2 separate regions of the Pan troglodytes genome follow, and region 1 is linked to region 2. The links are chromatin contacts, called in public capture Hi-C maps. All regions are on one chromosome and are shown on one strand. Each heading gives the region's core, a stretch centred on a gene start, on an enhancer-like site or on the middle of the called end of the contact. The rest is flanking DNA. Distances are from core to core; before and after follow the strand shown.

What was found. Capture Hi-C pulls out chosen DNA fragments and counts their contacts.
Region 1: a capture Hi-C map of stem cell-derived neural stem cells shows a contact between it and region 2, with 7 times the contacts expected there. The contact joins two enhancer-like sites. A contact is called at or near these places in 3 of 7 Hi-C or Micro-C datasets (blood, a lymphoblastoid cell line and stem cell-derived neural progenitor cells), 1 of 1 datasets of contacts at active chromatin or transcription factors (stem cell-derived excitatory neurons) and 1 of 1 other capture datasets (stem cell-derived neural stem cells).

What each region holds. Positions count from the first base shown.
Region 1 is chr19:25,813,718-25,817,957 of NHGRI_mPanTro3-v2.0_pri, reverse strand. STAT3 (signal transducer and activator of transcription 3) reads right to left here. Exons shown (of 24, transcript XM_001165480.8): 12 at 2,735-2,764; 13 at 2,542-2,635; 14 at 2,398-2,445. Among named protein-coding and RNA genes, the nearest start is that of STAT5A, 41 kb to the left of the region's middle. Within about 2 kb of position 2,122, at least 12 of the 24 cell types and tissues checked have an H3K27ac peak or open chromatin away from gene starts, as enhancers often do. A contact at or near this core is called in stem cell-derived neural progenitor cells and stem cell-derived neural stem cells, where this site is marked.
Region 2 is chr19:25,614,274-25,619,230 of NHGRI_mPanTro3-v2.0_pri, reverse strand. No RefSeq gene overlaps it. Among named protein-coding and RNA genes, the nearest start is that of NAGLU, 8.9 kb to the right of the region's middle. Within about 2 kb of position 2,585, at least 3 of the 24 cell types and tissues checked have an H3K27ac peak or open chromatin away from gene starts, as enhancers often do. A contact at or near this core is called in stem cell-derived neural progenitor cells and stem cell-derived neural stem cells, where this site is marked.

The DNA.
Region 1 (4,240 bases), core at 873-3,372, 200 kb before region 2:
GAACTTCCAATGCTGTGATCCTCAACCTAATCCTTTACTCAGTTTGTATTATAATATTACATAGATCCAATTGGTTATTTGTAAAATACGTAAGGCACAAAGAATAACAAAACAATATGAACCCACCATTCAATTTAAGGAAAAGTCCATCACTCCTAAAATTCTCTGGGTGCCCTTCCCCAACCCCATCCCCTTCCCTCCTCCCTCAGAAATAACTGCTATTTTGTCTTTTGGGTTTATCATTTCCTAGCCCTTTTTGTTTTGTTTTGTTACAGTTTTACCATATTTGTTTATCTAAGCAATGCAGGTATTGTTTAGTTTGGGACGTTTGTGAACCTTACACATATGGACTCCAATGAATTCTTTTGGGATTCACTTTTCACTTGATGTGAAATGAATCCACATGGTTATGTGTATCTGCAGTGTATTCCTTTTCACAGCTGCGGAGTATTCCATTGTGTCTATACCACAAATAATGTATTCATTCTAATGTTGATGGGTATTTATTTGGGTTGCATTTAGAACTTATAATCAGGCTGATGTCCACTTTATACATGTCTCCTGGGACATATATGCAAAGATTTCTCTGCTATTAAATCCTGGGAATGGCACCGTTGGTTTACAGGTATGTTCATTTTTATACTGCCAAATTGTTTTCCAAACTGACTATAACAATGTCTCACATCAGTATAGCAACCTTATTTTAAGTAAGAGTTGTCAATGAATTCTCAAAAATTGAATTCTAGTCTGGGCACAGCGGCTCATGCCTGTAATCCCAGCACTTTCGGAGGCCGAGATGGGTGGATCACGAGGTCAGGAGTTCAAGACCAGCCTGACCAATATGGTGAAACCCTGTCTCTACTAAAAATGCAAAAATTAGCCAGGCGTGGTGGCATGCACCTATCGTCCCAGCTACTTGGGAGGCTGAGACAGGAGAATCGCTTGAACCTAGGAGGCAGAGGTTGCAGTGAGCTGAGATCGCACCACTGCAATCCGATAGAACGAGACTCCGACTCAAAAAAAAAAAAAGAAAAAAGAAAAAAGAAATTGAATTATAATTCATTTTTAATACTATTTTTCTGATAATAAAGGAAATATATTCAGTTTAAAATGCAAATATCACAGAGACAGTCTAGAATAGCCATGGATACCAGCAGCAGCACTAATGCACATAGCACTGCTGGTATATTCCTCCAGAATTTCTTAATATACATATGAATACACATAAGAGTATAGTGTATTTTTAAAACACATATACTAATAATACTATTCAAATTATTTTACATTTTGCTTTTTCTAAATATGTCATGTACATTTTTGCATATCATTGCATACAGGCTACTTCACTCTACTGTCAAGTAAAATTCCACATTTTTTAAAAGGACTGCTACATTTTATTTTATTTATTTTTTTGAGACAGAGTTTCACTCTGTTGCCCAGGCTAGAGTGCAGTGGCAAAATCTTGGCTCACTGCAAGCTCCACCTCTCAGGTTCAAGCGATTCTCATGCCTCAGCCTCCCCAGTAACTGGGACTACAGGCGTGCACCACCACACCCAGCTAATTTTTGTATCTTTAGTAGAGACGGGCTTTCACCATGTTGGCCAGGCTGGTCTTGAACTCCTGACCTCAAGTGACCAGCCTGCCTTGGCATCCCAAAGTATGGGGTGTGAGCCAGCACGCCCAGCTAGGACTGCTACATTTTAAAGAGGAAGAATTGTTCAGGGGACAAATGTAAGAAAAAGAACGGGGCATCATAATTTTTAAAAATGACTGAAAACTAGCTTTCCGTCACATTTACCTTTTTTCGTTTGTTTGTTTAAAGTTTATTCTTGACAATAAGAATCCAATAATCTGAATCAATGAAAAGCAGAAAATAACGGGGATAAAGAACAAGATGGGTTTTTGTTTGTTCATTTTATTTTATGTACTCTTTTCCTAAGCAAGCTAATGCAAGGTGGTCATTTATTTTAAAGTTTAACTCAAATCTGTTGCTTTTACACCCTCTATCCCACCTCAGTGGGAGAGAAAAACAGGGCACTAAAAATGGAGCCAAGCAGGGTCAGCTGCAGGAGCTGGATGGGGAATTTGGAAAGCCCCAGGCAAGGTGGAAAGCTGCTTTATACCACATGGGTGTGGAGAACAACTCAGCAAGGGACTTTCCACTTCTCCTTAAGGAGGAGCCAACTCCCAGATATTCACGGAAATGTTCCAAGCCAGAGAGCTCCATGGCACATGGAACTTCTGTTCATGTCACTTTGGCCTGAAGTGACTTTTTGGAATAACTACAGCTGAAAGAACAGGTTGATGTTTCTAATTCTGGGGATTAAGAAGGATCTTTACCCCTCTCTCCCTCAAGGAAAACACCCCAGTTGTCTTTCATCCCCAACAAAACTTACATCACAATTGGCTCGGCCCCCATTCCCACATCTCTGCTCCCTCAGGGTCTGTAAGAAAAGAAAAAGGCAGGTGTCCTGTGAGGCTCTCCCCAGCCCTCTCCCGCAGCCAGAGGCCCTTTGTGAAGGGGAGCTCCTCCCACATACCAAGTGTTTGAATTCTGCAGAGAGGCTGCCGTTGTTGGATTCTTCCATGTTCATCACTTTTGTGTTTGTGCCCAGAATGTTAAATTTCCGGGATCTGAATCACAGGGGAACAATCAACTATGTAGGTGACCAAGTAGCCGGAGGATGAAGTTAGGTTAAACGGAACAAAAGGAAGCCTCTAGGCTGAACTTACCCTCTGAGAGCTGCAACGTCCCCAGAGTCTCTGTAAGAACACAGACTGTTGTTAATAAAATAGGCTCTGTGTTTCTTCAAAAAGCCTACTTTGACCACCTGTTATTTACTGTCATGAAAAAACCTCTGTGCTCCTGGGCATTTCTTTAAACTATTCCGTTACAGTTGATCAGCGCAACATAACACCTCTGCGTAGCAGGCACAGTTGGTTGCCTCCCCATAGGAAGGGGAACCTATGTTTCATATTGCATATGTACTTATTAAACCTACCACCTTCGTCAACTCCCTTATTTCATTATTTTCCAGTGCATTCTCATGAAATTTCCACATAATTACATCAACTAAAAATAAGAATGCATTTTATCTTTTCTTTTTCTTTTTCTTTTTTTTTTTTTTTTTTTGAGATAGTTTCGCTCTTATTGCCCAGGCTGGAGTGCAATGGTGCGATCTCGGCTCACCACAACCTCCACCTCCTGAGTTCAAGTGATTCTCCTGCCTCAGCCTCCCGTGTAGCTGGGATTACAGGCATGCGCCAACACACCTGGCTAATTTTGTATTTTTAGTAGAGACAAGGTTTCTCCATGTTGGTCGGGCTGGTTTCGAACTCTCGACCTCAGGTGATCTGCCCACCTCAGCCTCCCAAAGTGCTGAGATTACAGGCGTGAGCCACCGCGCCCAGCCACATTTTCTCTTTTCTTTTCTTTTTTTTTTTTTTGAGATGGAGTCTCTGTCGCCCAGGCTGGAGTGCAGTGGTGTGATCTTGGCTCACTGCAAACTCCACCTCCCAGGTTCATGCCATTCTCCTGCCTCAGCCTCCTGAGTAGCTGGGACTACAGGTGCCCGCCACCACGCCCAGCTAGTTTTTTTGTATTTTTAGTAGAGACGGGGTTTCACCGTGTTACCCAGGATGGTCTCGATCTCCTGACCTCGTGATCCGCCCGCCTCGGCCTCCCAAAGTGCTGGGATTACAGGCGTGAGCCACCGCGCCCGGCCCACATTTTCTCTTTTCTAATGTCGTCAAAGGGTATATGTATTTTACATCCTGAAAGGTATTATGAAATTTTGAGTATTCCATTATATGGTAAAGTGTGGAACAATTAAAAAAAAGAGATCTATTCTTTCCACATGCTATGTATGGAAAGAATATATAACGACGTTTCGGTCAACAACAAAATGCATATATGATGGTGGTCCCATAAGATTATCATGGAGCTGAAAAATTCCTACTTCATTGAGATGTGTTACAATTGCCTACGGTATTCAGCACAGTAACATACTGTACAGGTTTACAGCCTACGACCAGTAGGCTCTGCCACATAGCGTAGGTGTGCAGTAGGTTCTGCCACCCAGGTTTGTGTAAGGACTATATACTCTACAACGTTTGCACAATAAAATTGCCTAATGATACATTTTGCAGAACGTATCCCAGTCGTTAATTAACACATGATCTCAGTCTTATATATAATATGCATGAATGACATATACAAGTAAAAAACTAAACAAGGAA
Region 2 (4,957 bases), core at 1,336-3,835:
GCACAGTGGCTCATGCCTATAATCCGAGCACTTTGGGAAGCCGAGGTGGGTGGATCATGAGGTCAGGAGATCAAGGCCAGCCTGGCCAAGATGATGAAACTCCGTCTCTACTAAAAATACAAAAATTAGCCAGGCGCAGTGGCAGGTGCCTATAATCCCAGCTACTCAGGAGGCTGAGGCGGGAGAATCTCTTGAACCCGGGCGGCAGAGGTTGCAGTGAGCTGAGATCGCACCACCGCACTCCAGCCTGGATGACAGAGTGAGACTCTGTCTCAAAAAAAAATATTAAACAGAATTAGCGTAAGACCCAGCAATTCCACTTTCTTATCTACCCCAAGAAAAATGAAATCATACCCACAAAAACTTGCACAGAAATGTTCATGGCAGCATTATTCATAATAGCCCCAAAATGGAAACAGCCCGGTGTCCACCAGCTGATAAATGGATCCATAAAAGGTGGGATGGGCATGATGGATATTATTCTACAATTAACAAGAATGAGGTACTGATGCATGCTACAACATGAATGGACCTCAAAAACCAGCCACAGAAGACCAACAATTTATGATTCCGTGTATCTGGAATGTCTAGAATAGACAAACCCATAGACACAGATTTGGTGGATACCAGGAGCTGGCTGCCAGATGGGGCTGGGGAGAGAGTTACGATGGGGAGTGACTCCCAAGGAGTATGGAGTTTCTTTTTGAATGATGAAAATGTAAAGTTAGGCTGCTGATGGCTGCAAAATTATGTGAATATACTAAAACCCATTGAATTGTACACTTTACATTGGTAAATTTTTTTTTTGAGATGGAGTCTTGCTCTGTTGCCCAGGCTGGAGTACAGTGGCACAATCTTGGCTCACTGCAACCTCTGCCTCCCAAGTTCAAAGGATTCTCCCACCTCAGCCTCCTGAGTAGCCAGGATTACAGGCACGCACCACCACACCTGGCTAATTTTTTTTTTTTCCTGAGATGGAGTTTCACTCTTGTTGCCCAGGCTGGAGTGCAATGGCACGATCTTCACTCACTGCAACCTCTGCCTCCCGGGTTCAAGCGATTCTCCTGCCTCAGCCTCCTGAGTAGTTGGGATTATTGGCATGGGGCACCACACCCTAATTTTTGTATTTTTAGTAGAGACGGGGTTTGGCCATGTTGGCCAGGCTGGTCTCGAACTCCTGACCTCACGTGATCTGCCCGCCTTGGCCTTCCAAAGTGCTGGGATTACAGGCGTGAGCCACCGCGCCCAGCCTTACATTAGTAAATTTTATGGCATATAATCTGAATAAAGTGGGAGTGGCCTAGGACTTCCTTGGGAAGAAATTCCTCCCATGTCTCTCTGATGAACTGGGAGGAAGCAGGGCCAGTGAGTCCTTGGCTAGACTGAGTTCTCAGAATCTAGTGGCCTTGGGCTGCTTCCAGCTAAAGATGGGCTGACCAAGACTGAGCTGTGGAGTGTGCAGGAAGTCCCAGAGCCCTGTGGTAGGGGGTGGGGAACAGGATGGCTGCATCCACTTGTTCCTGGGGTTTTTATTGTTTTTGTTTTGTTTTGCTTGGTTTTGTTTTGTTTGAGACGGAGTTTTGCTCTTGTTGCCCAGGCTGGAGTCCAACAGTGCGACCTTGGCTCACTGCAACCTCTGCCTTCCGGGTTCAAGCGATTCTCTTGCCTCAGCCTCCCAAGTTGCTGGGACTACAGGCGCCTGCCACCAAGCCCGGCTAATTTCTTGTATTTTTAGTAGAGATGGGATTTCGCCACGTTGGCCAGGCTGGTCTGTAACTCCTGACCTCAAGTGATCCACCCACCTTGGCCTCCCAAGTGCTGGGATTACAGGCGTGAGCCACTGCGCCTGGCCATTTGCTTCTGTTTTTTTTGTTGTTGTTTGTCTGTTTTTTGTTTTTTGTTTTTTTGAGACAGAGTCTCGCTCTGACACCCAGTCTGGAGTGCAGTGGCGCAATGTCAGCTCACTGCAAGCTCCGCCTCCCGGGTTCATGCCATTCTCCTGCCTCAGCCTCCTGAGTAGCTGGGACTACAGGCGCCCGCCACCACGCCTGGCTAATTTTTTGTATTTTTAGTAGAGACGGGGTTTCACCGTGTTAGCCAGGATGGTCTCGATCTCCTGACCTCGTGATCCGCCCGCCTTGGCCTCCCAAAGTGCTGGGATTGCAGGCATGAGCCACCGCGCCCGGCTGCTCCTGTTTTTAAGAGATGTGCCTTTACCCTGATCCCCCTCTTGTGGAACCCCAGGACCCCAGACATCTGTCTGATGAGTCTGTGCCCCGGTCCAGGAAATGCCCCTCATCTTGAGGTCCTAGAACCAGTGTGGGAGAGGGTGGCCTTGGCATGCTTGGCCTGGGGAGTCCCAAGCTTTGTAGAGATAGGGGACAAGTCTATCACCACCTTCACTGGATGGGACTGTACTTCTTTCTGCCCCAGGAACCTTGGGTAGAGGGGGCATTGGACCTCAAAGCCAGCTGGCAGCCTCAGCATTTCAGATCAAAGTGGCCTGCCTCTTCAACGTCTCAGCCTACCCAAGGCATGTCCTAGGTGTAGGCTGCTCTCTGGTGGCCAGATAGGGAAGTACTCATTCATCCTTTGGCAAGGTGGGCCGGGATCTGAGCTGGGCTGTGTGATAGGCAGGCAACTGGATTAGACGGGCAGAGACGAAGCAATCCTGGGGTATTCTGGAGCACATGAGCAGAGGGGTAGGCTAGCCAGGAGCAAAAGATGAGATGGGCTGGAGAGCACGCAGAGAGCCCAGCCAACTTGCTTCACACACACTACTGGAAAAGTAATGAGTTGTGTCACAACTCAGGCTAGGCGCAGTGGCTCATGCCTGTAATACCAGCACTTTGGGAGGCCAAGGCGGGTGGATCACCTGAGGTCAGGAGTTCAAGACCAGCCTGGCGAAACCCCGTCTCTACTAAAAATACAAAAATTAGCCAGGCAAAACCCCGTCTCTACTAAAAATACAAAAATTAGCCAGCCAATGCATGACAGTAGTCCCAGCTACTCTGGAGGCTGAGACAGGAGATGGCGCCACTGCACTCCAGCCATGGGGGACAGAGCCAGACTCCATCTCAAAAAAAAAAAAAAAAAAAAGGCGATCAAACAGTACTAAAGGGCCTATTATCAAATAAATAAATAAATAAATAAATAAATAAAGGCTTTCACTCACAGTGTGACTCTCCCCCTCCCTCCCACAACCACTGTTTACAGAGCCTTAAAAAAAAAGCAAACAAACAGATGATAATGTGTTATCTTGCTCTGTCACTCTGTGGCCTGGCCTGCAGTGCTGTGGTGCCATCTGGACTCACTGCAGCCTCGACCTCCCAGGCTCAAGCGATCCTCCCCTCTCGACCTCCCTAGTAGCTGAGACCACAGGTGCATGCCACCATGCCGGGCTAATCTTTGTATTTTTTGTAGAGAAGGGGTTTTGCCATGTTGCCTAGGCTGGTCTCGGACTCCTAGATTCAAGTGATCCGCCTGCCTCAACCTCCTAGGATCAGGGGCCGCCGCAACGGGCTAGACTTTTTTTTTTTTTTTTAAGTCGGGGTCTTGCTTTGTTGCTGCCGAGACCAGCTGGGTCAGAGAGACCGTAACCCAGCGGCGCTAGAGGAATTAAAGACACACATACAGAAATATAGAGGTGTGAAGTGGGAAATCAGGGGTCTCACAGCCTTCAGAGCTGAGATCCCTGAACAGAGATTTACCCACATATTTATTAACAGCAAGCCAGTCATTAGCATTGTTTCTATAGATATTAAATTAACTAAAAGTATCCTTTATGGGAAACGAAGGGATGGGCAATTAAAGGAATAGGTTGGGCTAGTTAACTGCAGCAGGAGCATGTCCTTAAGGCACAGATCGTTCATGCTATTGTTTATGGCTTAAGAATGCCTTTAAGCAGTTTTCCACCCTGGGCAGGCCACGTGTTCCTTGCCCTCATTCTGGTAAACTGACAGCCTTCCAGCGTGGGCGTTATGTCCATCCTGAACATGTCAAGTGCTGCAGAGATTTTGTTTATGGCCAGTTTTGGGGCCGGTTTATGGCCTGATTTTGGGGGGCTTGTTCCCAACAGTTGCCTGGCTTGGAGTGCAGTGGTGTGATCATGGCTCACTGCAGCCTCAAACCCCTGGGCTCAAGCCATCCTCCCACCTCAGCCTACTGAGGAGCTAGCTGGGACCACAAACACAGGCCTCTGTGCCCAGATGATTTTTGTAGAGACAGGGTTTTTCCATGTTACCCAGGCTGGTCTCAAACTCCTGGACTCAAGTGTTCCACCTGCCTCAGCCTCCCTAAGTGCTGTGACTACAGGTGTGAGCCACCACATCTAGCACACCTAGTGCAGTCCTTCTAGAGACTGGGCCACTCCCAGCCCCGGAGCAACCTTACTTAAGCCCTCCCCGATCAGATAGGCAGCCTGACAAGTTGCATTTCCTGGGGAAGAGCAGCAAGAACCCTGCTCTGGGAGTCAGGAGTTCCCGATTCTAGCCCAGAGCTGCTTTCCTTACTAGTTATTGATCTTGCCCAACTCACTTCCTGTCTCTGGCTCTGTTTCCCAATCTGTAAAATTGTTACTGGAAAGGGGTCCCAATCTAGACCCAAAGAAAGGTGAGGAGAGCAAAAGTCACCCCCCCAAGACAAAAAGTTCTTATCTGAGCAATTTAGATAAGGAGCAATCCACCAGGCGCAGTGGCTCACACCTGTAATCCCAGCACCTTGGGAGGCCGAGGCGGGTGGATCACGAGGTTAGGAGATCGAGACCATCCTGGCTAACATGGTGAAACCTCGTCTCTACTAAAAATACAAAAAATTAGCTGGGCGTGGTGGCGGGGCGCCTGTAGTCCCAGCTACTCGGGAGGCTGAGGCAGGAGAATGGCATGAACCCGGGAGGCGGAGCTTGCAGTGAGCAGAGATCGAACCACTGCACTCCAGCCTGGGTGATAGAGCAAGACTC